Regions from separate parts of the Sus scrofa genome. Here region 1 is linked to region 2. A link is a contact called in public Hi-C data. All regions are on one chromosome and are shown on one strand. Each heading gives the region's core, a stretch centred on a gene start, on an enhancer-like site or on the middle of the called end of the contact. The rest is flanking DNA. Distances are from core to core; before and after follow the strand shown.

The links. A called contact is a pair of places that touch in the nucleus more often than the background predicts.
Region 1: a Hi-C map of liver shows a contact between it and region 2, with 4 times the contacts expected there. The contact joins the enhancer-like site here to the promoter of FOXRED1 in region 2. A contact is called at or near these places in 1 of 5 promoter capture datasets (liver), 3 of 47 Hi-C or Micro-C datasets (heart right ventricle, liver and skeletal muscle) and 1 of 2 datasets of contacts at active chromatin or transcription factors (alveolar macrophages).

Annotation. Positions count from the first base shown.
Region 1 is chr9:53,484,897-53,490,870 of Sscrofa11.1, reverse strand. It overlaps a transcript of ST3GAL4 not described here. Among named protein-coding and RNA genes, the nearest start is that of ST3GAL4, 12 kb to the right of the region's middle. Within about 2 kb of position 4,255, at least 69 of the 83 cell types and tissues checked have an H3K27ac peak or open chromatin away from gene starts, as enhancers often do. A contact at or near this core is called in alveolar macrophages, liver and skeletal muscle, where this site is marked.
Region 2 is chr9:53,362,428-53,369,101 of Sscrofa11.1, reverse strand. It overlaps FOXRED1 (FAD dependent oxidoreductase domain containing 1), which reads right to left and starts at 3,807. Exons shown (of 12, transcript NM_001244921.1): 1 at 3,701-3,807; 2 at 1,530-1,750; 3 at 744-854. The coding sequence starts at 3,785. It overlaps SRPRA (signal recognition particle receptor subunit alpha), which reads left to right and starts at 4,017. Exons shown (of 14, transcript XM_003130057.5): 1 at 4,017-4,293; 2 at 4,903-4,986; 3 at 5,279-5,442; 4 at 5,939-6,099; 5 at 6,355-6,514; 6 at 6,651-6,674. The coding sequence starts at 4,177.

The DNA of each region.
Region 1 (5,974 bases), core at 3,006-5,505, 120 kb before region 2:
GGGATTCCATTTCTCACTTCCTACATGGGGAGGGTCACACATGACGCATGGTGTTTGCTATTATGGGATCAGAATTGAAATGGCAAGATACACACTCCACCAGCTCCATCAGCCCTTCCCAGGAATCCATTGCGGTTTCTGATGGCACCAGAAAAAAAAGACAAGGGGGAGCCCTGTGATTAGTTCCTCTCTAGGAAGTTTCCCTATAAAATAAACTCTTTATTAAAATAAAAGTATAAATATTTAAATAAAAACTATCTTAATTTACATATCAATTTTTATTTAAAATGCCACTTGGGGTGCCTGTTTATTTCCCCTTTAAAAAAGTCTTTTAGCAGTTCCTGCTGTGGTGCAGTGGGTTAAGAATCTGACTGCTGCGGTTCAATCCCTGGCTTAGCGAAGTGGGTTAAAGATCCAGCATTGCTGTTGTAGGTCACAGCTGTGGCTCAGATTCAGTCCCTGGCCTGGGAACTTCCATATGCCGAGGGTGCGGCCATTAAAAAATAATAATCATAATTTTAAAAGCCCCTTAGAAGCCTCGTGTGGAAATAGTTTTTAGGAGATGTAACCACATACCAGCCATTCGTAGCTTCAGCATCCAAAATACAAGCAGCCTCTAAGAGTCACTGATAAAACCCTCCCTCGCTCTGACAATTACTTCTCATGCCCAGCAAGTCTCCACTCATCTTTTCTCCAACCCCCTCTGTTTCCATCTTCCTAACTAGGTCATAAACTGGGAGAAATGAGAAAACCCCAAGCTATCCTTCTTTCTAAAAACAAGGATGTGTCTTCCTGGCTGAATACATGTGTGCTGTCCGGGGGTAGCGGGGGGGAGGCCATCCACACTTTCTCTCTCTAACTGTTGTCCTTCCTGGGTCTGTCTCCCCCTCCTCCTTATCGACAAAGTCTTGGACACACTCTGCAAGGTTTCATGCCACAGGCCTTGAAGTTTTCACTTCTATCACAGCCCTCATCTTTAAAAAGCCTTTTGTGAACACGTGCCATTCACATCCCTGGTGCCCGTATCTGCCTGCCATTCCAGGTTCCCAGAGCTCCTCTGTAGGACAGTCTGCCGGGCCCACCCACAGGGCTGGGACAGCCTCAATCCCTGAGCCCAAGGCCTCCCTTTTGATTAGGGAGCCCCAGTCACACAAAGGCATCTTTTTCTGCTGTTCCTCACCTGATGGCCCTTGAAATGTCTTGGAATGCTATGAGAGCACTCTCACCGTGCTCCTTTAGAGCTCTCTTCTTTGTGGTGAATCTCCAAGCATTAATGTTCAAAGACAGGAAAGTAGTCTCAGGAAACAGGACTTTGGTGGAAGAGCTGGGGTCTTATTCAATGGACCGTCTCTGAAATCTACTCGCCGTTGTGCAAGAGAAAAAGTGCTACTCAGGATAGGTGCTGAATATAGAGATATGTTCCCCTGTGGGTCACCCTCGGTTAGGCAAAGACAAGTTCAAGCGGACTAAGTTCAAGATAGCACCTTAATGGAGTTCCCTCAGGGCTCAGCAGCTTAAGGATACAGCATTGTCATTGCTGTGGCTCTGGTTACGGCTGTGGTTCAGGTTCGATCCCTGGCTCCAAAACTTCCCTACGCCACGGGGCACAGCCAAAAAAAAAGAGAAAGATACCATCTTTACACCACCTTTATGAAGAAATTGAAAGGCTAGGGCCTGGCTTCCCAAGGACTGAAAAACAAATTCATGACACTAGTAGGTGTTGCTCCTGGGAGAAATACTTGAATGAAGAAGGCATTAGAGATAAAGTGATACCAATAAAGATTCAGGACTTCTACAGCAGAGTTTCAGAAAACAATTTCCAATCTGACTTTTGTTTAAAAGCTTCTCTAGGAGTTCCCACTGTGGCACAGTGGAAACAAATCCGACTAGGAACCATGAGGTTGTGGGTTCAATCCCTGGCCTCGCTCAGTGGGTTAAGGATCTGGCGTTGCCATGAGCTGTGAGGTAGGTTGTAGATGCAGCTTGGATCTGGTGTTACTGTTGCTGTGGCTGTGGCATAGGCTGGTCGCCACAGCTCCAATTAGACCCCTAGCCAGGGAACCTCCACAGGCCGTGGGTGTGGCCCTAAAAAGATAAAAGACAAAAAAAAAAAAAAAAAAAAAAAAGCTTCTCTAGCTCTCTTGCCATGCAGGGTTACAAGGGGAACACAGATCTACAGCGAAAAAGGCCAAAACTGGAGAGAGTCTCCCTACCAGACTGTAACTTGTCCTCTTGTGATATTTTTCTTCAGGAGAGAAATGCATTTTTAAGCAAGTGAAGACACTCCTTAAGTGTTAAAGTTGGTGACGTTTGTAAATAGTGTTTTCAAAAACTAAATAGTGTTTAGGCGGTTCTGGAACAGCTCAGTTCAACTTCGATCCCCTGGGGCAATTTCCCTCCCAGCCTTGCAAGATTGAGAGGAAGCAGTGCCTTCCTTGAGGGGTGCAGTCCTTTACATTGTCAGTCTTCCTTGGGAACCTGAAATCTGGCTCCCTAAATTTAGTTGCCCCTGAAAACGTTGGCCAATCCTCTGTGTTAACCCTCCTAGAGGAGACCATGGTCTCCCCAACCTGTTCGCAGCTCCCTGCAATCCCTGTACTTGAAGAGGTGAAACCCTCCAATACACAGGGGCTTCCCCAAGTCTGACATCTAACCAGACCCAAGGTTCATCTCCCCGCCTCATTTCTCAGGTGCAGGATTCCCATGAACTTTAATGAGAGAGATAAGCTTGTTGAGAAAGAACTGGACAGGAAAATGGGTTAATAACTACTGATGTATACATACACAGATCCTCCTTAAACAAATTTGAAGTTGGAAAGATTTCCTGGAAACAAGTCTGATGTAAAACCATGGAAATGCTCAAAACTGATAAATAGGTTTGTTTGGGTTTTTCTAGTTGAAGTATAGTTAACTTACCATGCTGTGTGTATAGTGCAATGTGATTCAGTTATACATATTCTTTTTCAGATTCTCTTCCCTTATAGGTTATTACAAAACGGATAGTTCCCTGTGCTCTATAGTGAGTCCTTGTTGACAAACAGTTTTCTGAAGCTCTAATTGAGATATCAAAATGGGGAGTTCTCATCGTGGTGCAGCGGAAATGAGTTTGACTAGGAACCATGAGGTTTCAGGTTCGATCCCTGGCTCTGCTCAGTGGGTTAAGAACCCGGCATTGCCCTGAGCTGTGGTATAGGTCGAAGATGTGGCTTGTATTTGGCACTGCTGTGGCTGTGGTATAGGCCGGCAGCTGTAGCCCTGATTCAAAGCCTGGGAACCTCCATATGCTGTGGGTGTGGACCTAAAATGCAAAAAAAAAAAAAAAAGAAAAAAAAAGATATCAAAATGGTCATATGGGTTAGGAGAGAGATTACCAATTCTGAGGGTGTATCTTAGTTAGGAACCTACCCTGGTATGTTGCATGGCAAGGAAATGGATAATGCCACCAAGAAACCTCATTGTCCAAAAACCCCTAAGGACATCTAACCTCAACTTGAAAACCACTGCCAGAGAACCCTTTGAACTCAGTTCATTACTGGATTCTGCAAAGCCTGCATTTGAGCCCCCTCACCAATGTCTTACCCTACTTAGCTTGTGAGTGACTTGAAGACCAAGACTTTTCTGTAACTAGCTGTACCTGGGCATAAGTCTGGCTCTCCAGATGTGCCTCACCTGTTCCATACGCTTTCAGTATTTTCCATCATGCCAGGCATCTTTCCAATCCAATATTTAGATCATACTTTACAGGCTACACACTTTCTCCAGACATATTCCCACTAGATCCTTAAAACCTCATTGTGAGACAGACCAACGTAATCACTGTTTTACAGATCATATGACAGAGGACGCTTGTGCAAGAGCTTAAACCTTACTGCCTCACTGACTGCTTCCAAGCACAAGCTTTTCGTAGGCTGGCCAGTCTCAGGGGGGAAGGCAATTGGCTGTACTCACGTCCTCGAAAAAGTGTAAACAAACACCGGAAGTGTTCCAAATTAAGGCACACCACTTTGAATGAATATAGATCATTTCAATGTCTTGCTGGTCTAGATAACGACCTAAACACTGTCTTACCCAGCTAGGCGGTCGAGCTGGGAGCCCCTTCCCTTCTCTGGGTCTCTGCAAAGGAGAGATGGGACTTCAGAGCCTAGACTGGATGCAGCAGATCTCCTTTGCTCCATCGCAGCCCTAGGCAGTTTCACTCCCGCCCCTGCAGGGAAGTCAACGTAGGTCACGTGAACCAACCCAGCCTGAGTTCTGAAGAGCCCAGGGAGACATCGGCTGAGAAAACAGGCACGCAGCAAACCGGGGAGACTGGCGCGAACTCTATGGCTGTTGCCAGGACGGGAACCAGTTGCCAAGGAGGCGCCAACCTCTCAGCACCTCGAGAGGCCTTCCGGCTGACTGCGGGAAAAGCTCAGCTCCTCCGCGGCCAGATCCGCGCCGCACGGAGGACGCATGCGCGCCCCAGCCTCTGCTGCCCCCTCCCCCCCGCCACCTCCGCCCGCGGGAGAAAACTGCGCGTGCGCCTAATTAACGCGGCTCAAGGGCATCAGGGATTAGGATGGGCTTTGCACGCAGACGGTTGAGTTAGTGGAGGCCCGTGAGATCATCCTGTAGTCTAGACGACTAGAGCAGTGGTTGCGGGAGCTTGTTAAAATGCCAGATTCCTGGGCCTCATCCCCAGCGGCTTGGGTAAAACCCAAGATTCTCCATTCTCAAATCACGCCCAGATAATTCCGGGGTAGGTGGTCCTCATTGGCCGGACCCGCCCTCTTGTTTCAAGGAATGTAGGAGTTGGAGCCGAGACATGGAGAAGTGATCAGCCCAAGGCCCTACAGAATTAAGTGGCAGAGCCCGGAGTAGGACCCAGTTTGTGGATTTGAACTTAAGTGCCTTCCCTGCTGTGCCCTGCTTCCTCCTCTGCCTCCTTTCTGGGGCATGGCTTAATCAGGACCAGAAAGGCTGGCTGGCAGGCGGTTCATTCGCATTGGTCAGGCTAACTGAAGAATGAAAGTCCCTTTCTCAGAACACCAAAGAGCCCCATCCAGCAACTCACATCCAAGTTCCACTGCCTGCTCTGATCTTGAGCGTACTGCCTTCCATCTGCCTAGGGGTCAGAGTACCCGGAGAAAGGTGAACCCACCCCCAGGGAACAATGGCCAGTTTGGGGGTAGACACCCCCTCCCAATACACACTCCTGTAATTGTGAAGGGCTGCCTGAGTGTGGCATGAATGTAAAATGCTCCCAGGTCTACAAGTGTGTGTGGAGTTTGGGGATGGGGGGTGGGTATGTTTGGATTCTGGCGCAAGTTTAGGCACATCCAGTAACAGGCAGTGGCCCCAGTCCAGGACAGCTGGATCATATGTGCTGACAGCCACTTTCAATGGCCTGGATGGGGGAAATGGACACTCCCTTGCATATCCTCACGAGAAGCAGCTGGAGAAGCACCAAGAATCAGCAGAGCTGAGATCCCCCGACACACTCAACATACCCATCAGAGTCAGCCCGGTCACCAGGACAAAGCCTGGGACACGAAGCTTGCGTGTGTGGATGGAAGAGTCTTGGGGCTGCAGCCCTATTTGTTTTCAGAATCCACCTACCCCCACCCAGGCCTTCCCCCCCGGAAAGAGCAGCTAGCCAAGTGGTTCTGCCAGACTTCTGACAGTGCAGGCAGTTTGCCGCGATGAGCCTCAGGACCATTCTATGGAGTGAGGATGGGTGTTGTCAAGGCCACTCCGACACCTTGTTGAGAAGGGTGCCCTCTTCCTCTGTTCCTCCCAAACCTCTGCCCCGCCTTATCCGTCCTGTCCCAGCCTAACTATTCAAAACCTCAAAGCTCAACTCTTTCTGAGAAAGCCAAGAACACAGCTGTGAGTCCTTTCCCTCTGGGGGAAGTCCAGCTCTCCTTCCTGGCTCCAGATGTAAAGGAACAGCTGTGAGAGTGGCGGGAAGCCCAGTTGGCGGCTAAGCAGGGCC
Region 2 (6,674 bases), core at 2,558-5,057:
CTGGAGTTCCCATTGTAGCACAGCAGAAATCAATCTGACCAGTAACCATGAGATTGCAGGTTCTGTCCCTGGCCTCGCTCAGTGGGTTAAGGATCTGGCATTGCCATGAGCTCTGGTGTGGGCAGCACATGAAGATCAGATCTGGTGTGGCTGTGGCTGTGGTGTGGGCTGGCGGCTATAGCTCCGATTCGACCCCTAGCCTGGGAACCTCCATATGCTGTGGGTGCAGCCCTAAAAAGCCAAGAAAAAAAAGCTCCTTGAAGAAGCTGACTTCAAGAAGGGAGGGAGGGGAGTTCCCTTCATGGCCCAGAGGTTAATGAACCTGACTAGGATTCATGAAATTGCAGGTTTGATCCTTGGACTCTCTCAGTGGGCTAAGGAAATGGTGTTGCCGTGAGCTGTGCTGTAGGTCACAGATGCAGCTTGGATCCAGTGCTGCTGTGGCTGTGGTATAGGCTGGCAGCTGCAGTTCCAATTCGACCCAGCCTGGGAACTTCCATACGCCAAGAGTGTGGCCCTAAAAAGCAAAAAAGAAAAGAAGGGAGGGAGGGCTTTCCTGGACCTCTTACCACAGCCCCAGGCTCGGGGGCCTCAACCCAGGGAGAAGCCCTCTCCAGGCACCGCCCCTGGGAAGAAAACCAGAACTTCGAACTCCTGCTCCAAGTACCCCCACCGACTGGGCTGCTCCCCTCTCTGGGCTAATGGAAGGGTCACCACCAACCCCCCGATCTCATCACACTTACATTGATGTTCCGTAGAAATTCGGCTGAAAAGAGGGAGAGCTGGATGTTCTCAGGCAGTGAGAACTGCTGACGAATCCCGCCCACAGAAAGCACCGTGGAGGCCTGGGAATACTGTAGAGACAAGAGAAGGTGACGTACATGTGAGCAGAACACCATAATAGAGGGTGAGAGACACATGCCAAAAATTTAAGGGGAGTTCTACTGGCCACTTTATAATCTAAGAGGGGTTGACATGGATAAACCCATGTGCAAGTTAACCAGCAGCCCCACAAGGGCAACAGTTATTAAAATCCTTATTAACAGATGTGCTTGGCAGAGAGGCTCAGTCATCTAAAAAGGGCTGGGCACAGTCAGGCAAAATGGTGACAGGCTGGATGTCCAAGGCAGCAGATGGACATTTGCTTTACTGATTGTGGAAAATAGAGGCATATGGTCAAAGGAGCAAGATTCATGACTAACTGGCAGGGGTAGACAGGAACGATCAAAGCGCAAAAACCTTGGAAGTCACACAACCTGAAAAGGGGTTGCGATAACTGTGTTAATTGCAGCTTGACTGCAGGCCAGACCTGTGAGATTGCAAAAGAGCCAACACTACCAAATTTGCTTCCCAAAGCAAAATCTGTGTTGTCCAGGTAGGAGGAACCTGGGACTATTTCTCAACAAGGACCAAAGCCCAGTCCCTGCCCTTTGGACCGTCAAGGACAGAGGTCTTTCCTCTCCTCCCCTTCCCCCGTCCCTTGAGTCCCTGGTGCCCGTCTCATGACTCTGCCCAACCCCGGACCTCACCGTGTGGTCCCGCTCCACCACCAGCACCCGAATGGCACCTCGCCGCTTTTCCAACCTCTTCAGCCAATAGGCCACGGACAGGCCAAGCACCCCACCCCCCACAATCACCACATCTGCTTGTTCAGGGGGCAGGTGGCTGGTGTCGTACAGTGGCTTCCAGGCCCCTCCAGGAAGGATGGACTGGATCTTCTTCTTAATATTGGACACTTTTCCATCCCAGTCTGTGGGATGCAGTTATGGTCAAAGAGGGCCGAAGGTCTCCTTTCCAGGAGGTGGGGGCAGTTAGAGAATGGGCAGAGGAAAAGGTGGGCTAAACTGACACTGAGCTTTCAATTCTCATTGTCACCCCTTCTCACAAGGTTAGCCCGCACCCAGCAGCATTCCTAGCTTTGCTTCATGGTCTCCATGCCAGAGTCTCTCTTCCTTTGTGGGCATGATGCCCAGCCCAGCGAGATTCACCTTTCCTAAAATTAACCCTCTCTACTCTCTCCCTAGGCTAGGCGACTCACACATATCTCTCTTCTGTGCAGACCTTTCTCTTGCCTGAGCCCAGGCACCAAGATGTCCAGGCACCAAGATGTCCAGTGTCCTCTGGAGCATGGACCCTCTGAACAGCAGCTTATTCTGTCACCACCAGCACACCTACATTCCTGTCCTGTCATCAAGTCCTGATGACTTTGCCTCCTAAATACCTCCCCAACCTCTCCCTTTTTCTTCATCTGTACCACCACCGCCCTAGAACAAACCATGATACTGTTTCTCTCAGCTGTTTCCACTCATTTCCCTCTTGCATAGCTAGAATGATCTTTTTCTAAACACTATTTTAATCACATGCCCTCTTGCTTAAACCCTCCAGTGGTTTTCCGTTACTCTAAGGATTAAAGTCCAAAACTTTCCACGTGGCCCTTGAAGACACTGTACAATCTGGCTCCTATTCTCCTAGTCTTCTCTGCACACTCCAGCCCCAGCTCCTCATTCTTATCACAGGGGTCCACACAGGTGACCTCTCTGCTTTGAAACTCTGTGCCCACTTCTTTGCCCAGTTAATCCCTTGCTTCCTTTAGATCTCAGCCCAGTTATTATTTTCTCAGAGATGCCCCCTTGACTATGCCAAGTTCTCCTGTCACACTATCTCATAGCTCCGTGAATGGCTCTTTTGCAGCATGCAACACACCTGCAACCTTGCATTTCTCTGGGATTGCTTCATACTGTATTCTACCTTCTTCACCGAAATAGCCAGCCCAGCACAGTACCTGGTACCTCCTAAGTGCTTAATAAATGTTTTGAATACATGAATCCTTTTGACTTTCACACCTAACTCACAAATCTCTGAGTCTTGTCTCCAGTTCAAGTTCAAACTCTTCTCAGCAGCATGTGACTCTTTCTTTGATCTGGATTTATTTTACCTCTCCAGACTATATTTCATACTACTACTCAAACTCTATCTGGATGGCCTTTGCTAATTCCTTGCGTAAGAACAGTATTTTTCTCCTAACCTTTGTTCAGTTCTCCAGCACCTGGACATCATACCTTCCTTGAATCAGTAAACATCATCTTTCAAGGCTGACCTCGGTTCGCATCTGTTCCATGTATACTAGCTACTCCCCTGGCAGTGCAGGGCATAACTCTTAAGCTGGGTTGAACTGGTCTATTGAAGCCTTGAACTGGTCTATTGAAGCCTTTCCTTTCCAGCTACACTTCAGGCACCTCCAGAACATATATCGAATCCTCCTTCTCTTCTTTCCTCTTGAACTTTCCAGCCTTGAACTGGTCTATTGAAGCCTTTCCTTTCCAGCTACACTTCAGGCACCTCCAGAACATATATCGAATCCTCCTTCTCTTCTTTCCTCTTTCATGACTACAACACTAAGAACAGCATCCTGCATGCGAGCAGGACTTAATGCACTTCTATCAAACCAATGAATCACCCTGGCTGTTATTCTGGCGGTAAGCTCAGGCATAGAACGAACTGGGATTTGTCACCTGAGAAGGGCAACCTCTGGATCCATACACCTGTCCAGACTGTACAAGCTCTGGCAGGTAAGATATCCCTTCTTCCAGCGACCCACTGTCTTCTGAGCGTGGCCAGGGATCCCAAGTCCTGAAGGTCACATGGCTGGACATTGGGGGCATCCCAGAACCATGATACCCTCCGCTGCCCTCAACTTTACCCAGAGTAGAGCCTCCTCTGCGTGTGCCTAGCTCCCGGCCCAAGAGGCCCCGGCGCAAGCCGAGCCACAGCGCCCTCCGAAGCATGGCCCTCCAGCGTCCGGCCGCTGTGGGAGGGTACCCTACACTGGTAAGCCAGCCGTCACTGCTCTGCGCCACGGGCCATTCATCCGAGCGTGCCCATTGGCCAGCGGCTCCCCGCCCCTCCGCCTGATAGGCTGTCGACCCCTTCCGTGCGTCCCCGAGAGCCCCGCCTAGGCCCGCCCCTACCCGCCATTGGCAAGCCTGGCGTCTACGTAGATCCCGCGCGCCAGCTGGAGGAGTGGGGGAGGAATCCCGGGGCCGCTGAGCGGAAGTGCGGATGAGCCGGTTTCCGGGGCCGCTGGTGTGACGTGTCCTGAGCTTGGCGCAGCAGGAAGCGGCGGTGATCGCGGCCTGAGTTCCCGGCGGCGGCCCCGGCTCCTTTCCCGCTGCCGCCATGCTCGACTTCTTTACCATTTTCTCCAAAGGCGGGCTCGTGCTCTGGTGCTTCCAGGGCGTGAGCGACTCATGCACCGGGCCGGTTAACGCGTTGATTCGTTCCGTGCTGCTGCAGGTACCGCCCCCGCAGGATCAGAACTCTGGGCTCGTCTCTCTGACCCGGTCCATAGTCCCCCTCGACTGATCCCGTGCCTTCCTCCCACTCCCTCGGCCCACCTCAGACTGGCCACTCACTCGTAACCGGGACTCCACTTTTTTCTCCCTTCCTATCACACCATCCCGCAACTTTGCGACGTCCCCTCCCCCTCCGCTTCCTGGGACTCTGGCTGGATTCCGTAGTCTGTTGAGACTTGCCATCGTTTCCTCCGTTTGCCCCGAGCAGCTTGATTTTCTCTTGTTTCGATGGCTGAGTGGGATACTGAATAGAAAACGGTCTTTTAGGAACTAATACTATACAGCTGCGATTGTTTATATGGGGACTATTTCCCTTTCAGCCCGCACGTGTCCTTCCACGTCCCACCTCTTTCCCTCTGCCCTCCAGCTTGGTGTCTCCTTTTCTCCCTAGTGAAATGGTGGAGAGAAGTGCCCCCGCATCTTGTTGCCCTGGGGACAGGTTTGACTTTGGGGGAATGTCTAGCTCTTTCCTAAAGGTAATCCTAGAGGGGCCCAAGTCTGGGTTTGGTGGGGATAGTCTGAGCTTTGAGACATAACTCTTTTTTTCCAGGAAAGGGGAGGTAACAACTCCTTCACCCATGAGGCACTCACACTCAAGTATAAACTGGACAACCAGTTTGAGCTGGTGTTTGTGGTAAGTGGGGGTATTTTAGAGGGGCAATGTTACATTCGCAGTGTAGTTCTGATATTAAGAAAACCTTGATTAATTGCACCCAGTGTATATGATGAAGTAAGTGAGAAGACAGGGAGGGTGGAGGGGGAAAGGGAAGAAGCTCTTGGGCCCCATCAGAGAGCTTGGCTGCTCCTCAGGTCAGGGAAATCTGCCAGGTGGCTGAGCCAGTCTCTGGAGGCCTGGGTTGAGTTGGCTTCCCTCTTCTGGCTGGCATGTAAGCAGATCTGTTGGCTCTGTTTCTTTCCCTAAACAGGTTGGTTTTCAGAAGATCCTAACACTGACCTATGTAGACAAGTTGATAGATGATGTGCACCGGCTGTTTCGGGACAAGTACCGCACTGAGATTCAACAGCAAAGTGCTTTAAGTCTATTGAATGGCACTTTTGATTTCCAAAATGACTTTCTGCGGCTCCTTCGGTGAGAGGCCTCCCCTCTCTAAAATCGATTTCTATGGCTTGATGAGCTCCTTTCCTTCCCAAGGGTCATAAATTGTGGCTTGAAAGACACTCCTAGGGGATTTCTCTGGTGGCCTAGTGGGTTAAAGCTCCTGCGTTTTCACTGCTGTGGGTTGGGTCGCTGCTGTGGCACAGGTTCAATCCCTAGCCCCAGGAACTTCCACATTGCCTTGGGTGTGGCAAAAAAGGGGGAGAAGGAAAAAAGAGAGAACCTGAAATAAACATTGCAACTCTCATTAAGGAGGGGAAAAAAGACACTTCTGTGAGATCCTTGGTGGTCTAGTGGTTAGGATTCAGCACTTTTACCACTTCGGCCTGAGTTCAATCCCATGTCAAGCTGCTGCACTCCTCAGCCAGAAAAAAAGCCCAAAAACTCATAAGTGTGTTGCCCAGTTCTGATTGTCCTCTTGGCGTGTGGCCCGTTCCCCTGGATTGAGACCATTCTCTTTTCTCTTTAGCGAAGCAGAGGAGAGCAGTAAGATCCGTGCTCCTACTACCATGAAGAAATTTGAAGATTCTGAAAAGTCCAAAAAACCTGTGAGGTCCATGATTGAGACACGGGGTGAAAAGCCCAAGGAAAAAGCAAAGAACAGCAAAAAAAAGGGGGCCAAGAAAGAGGGTGAGTTTGAAACGTCACAGCCTTGGGTATCCCGGGCATGGAAGTTGTTCAGACGGTGCTGGAGTGGTTCCCTCTTCCTTTCTTTGGTCTTGCTTGCCTCCCTCGATCAGGGGCCCGCCACCCTCACCGTGGTCTCCAATCTTTGTGATCTCCAGGATGTTTGCTTTTACATGATTTGGAAAGCTGTTTCCCATCTGTCTATTTTGTTGGAATTTGGTACTTTTTTTTTTCCTCAGTCAGTTGTCTCCTTGACAGGTTCTGATGGCCCTTTGGCTACCAGCAAAGCAGTCCCCACAGAAAAGTCAGGTGTCCCAGTGGGGCCTGAGAATGGGGTGGAACTTTCCAAAGAGGAACTGATCCGTAGGAAGCGAGAAGAGTTCATTCAGAAGCATGGGAGGGGTGTGGAGAAGTCGGGGTGAGCATTCTAGCTTTTGCCCTAAGTACTGTTACCTCAATACATTGGGGGCCAGGGGAGTCTCTGGCTCTTTCTTGGGTGGAGGTTTTCTCTCCTGCTTCTCCACCATAACCCTTTGTGCTATAATTCTTTGCAGCAAGTCCACAAAGTCAGATGCTCC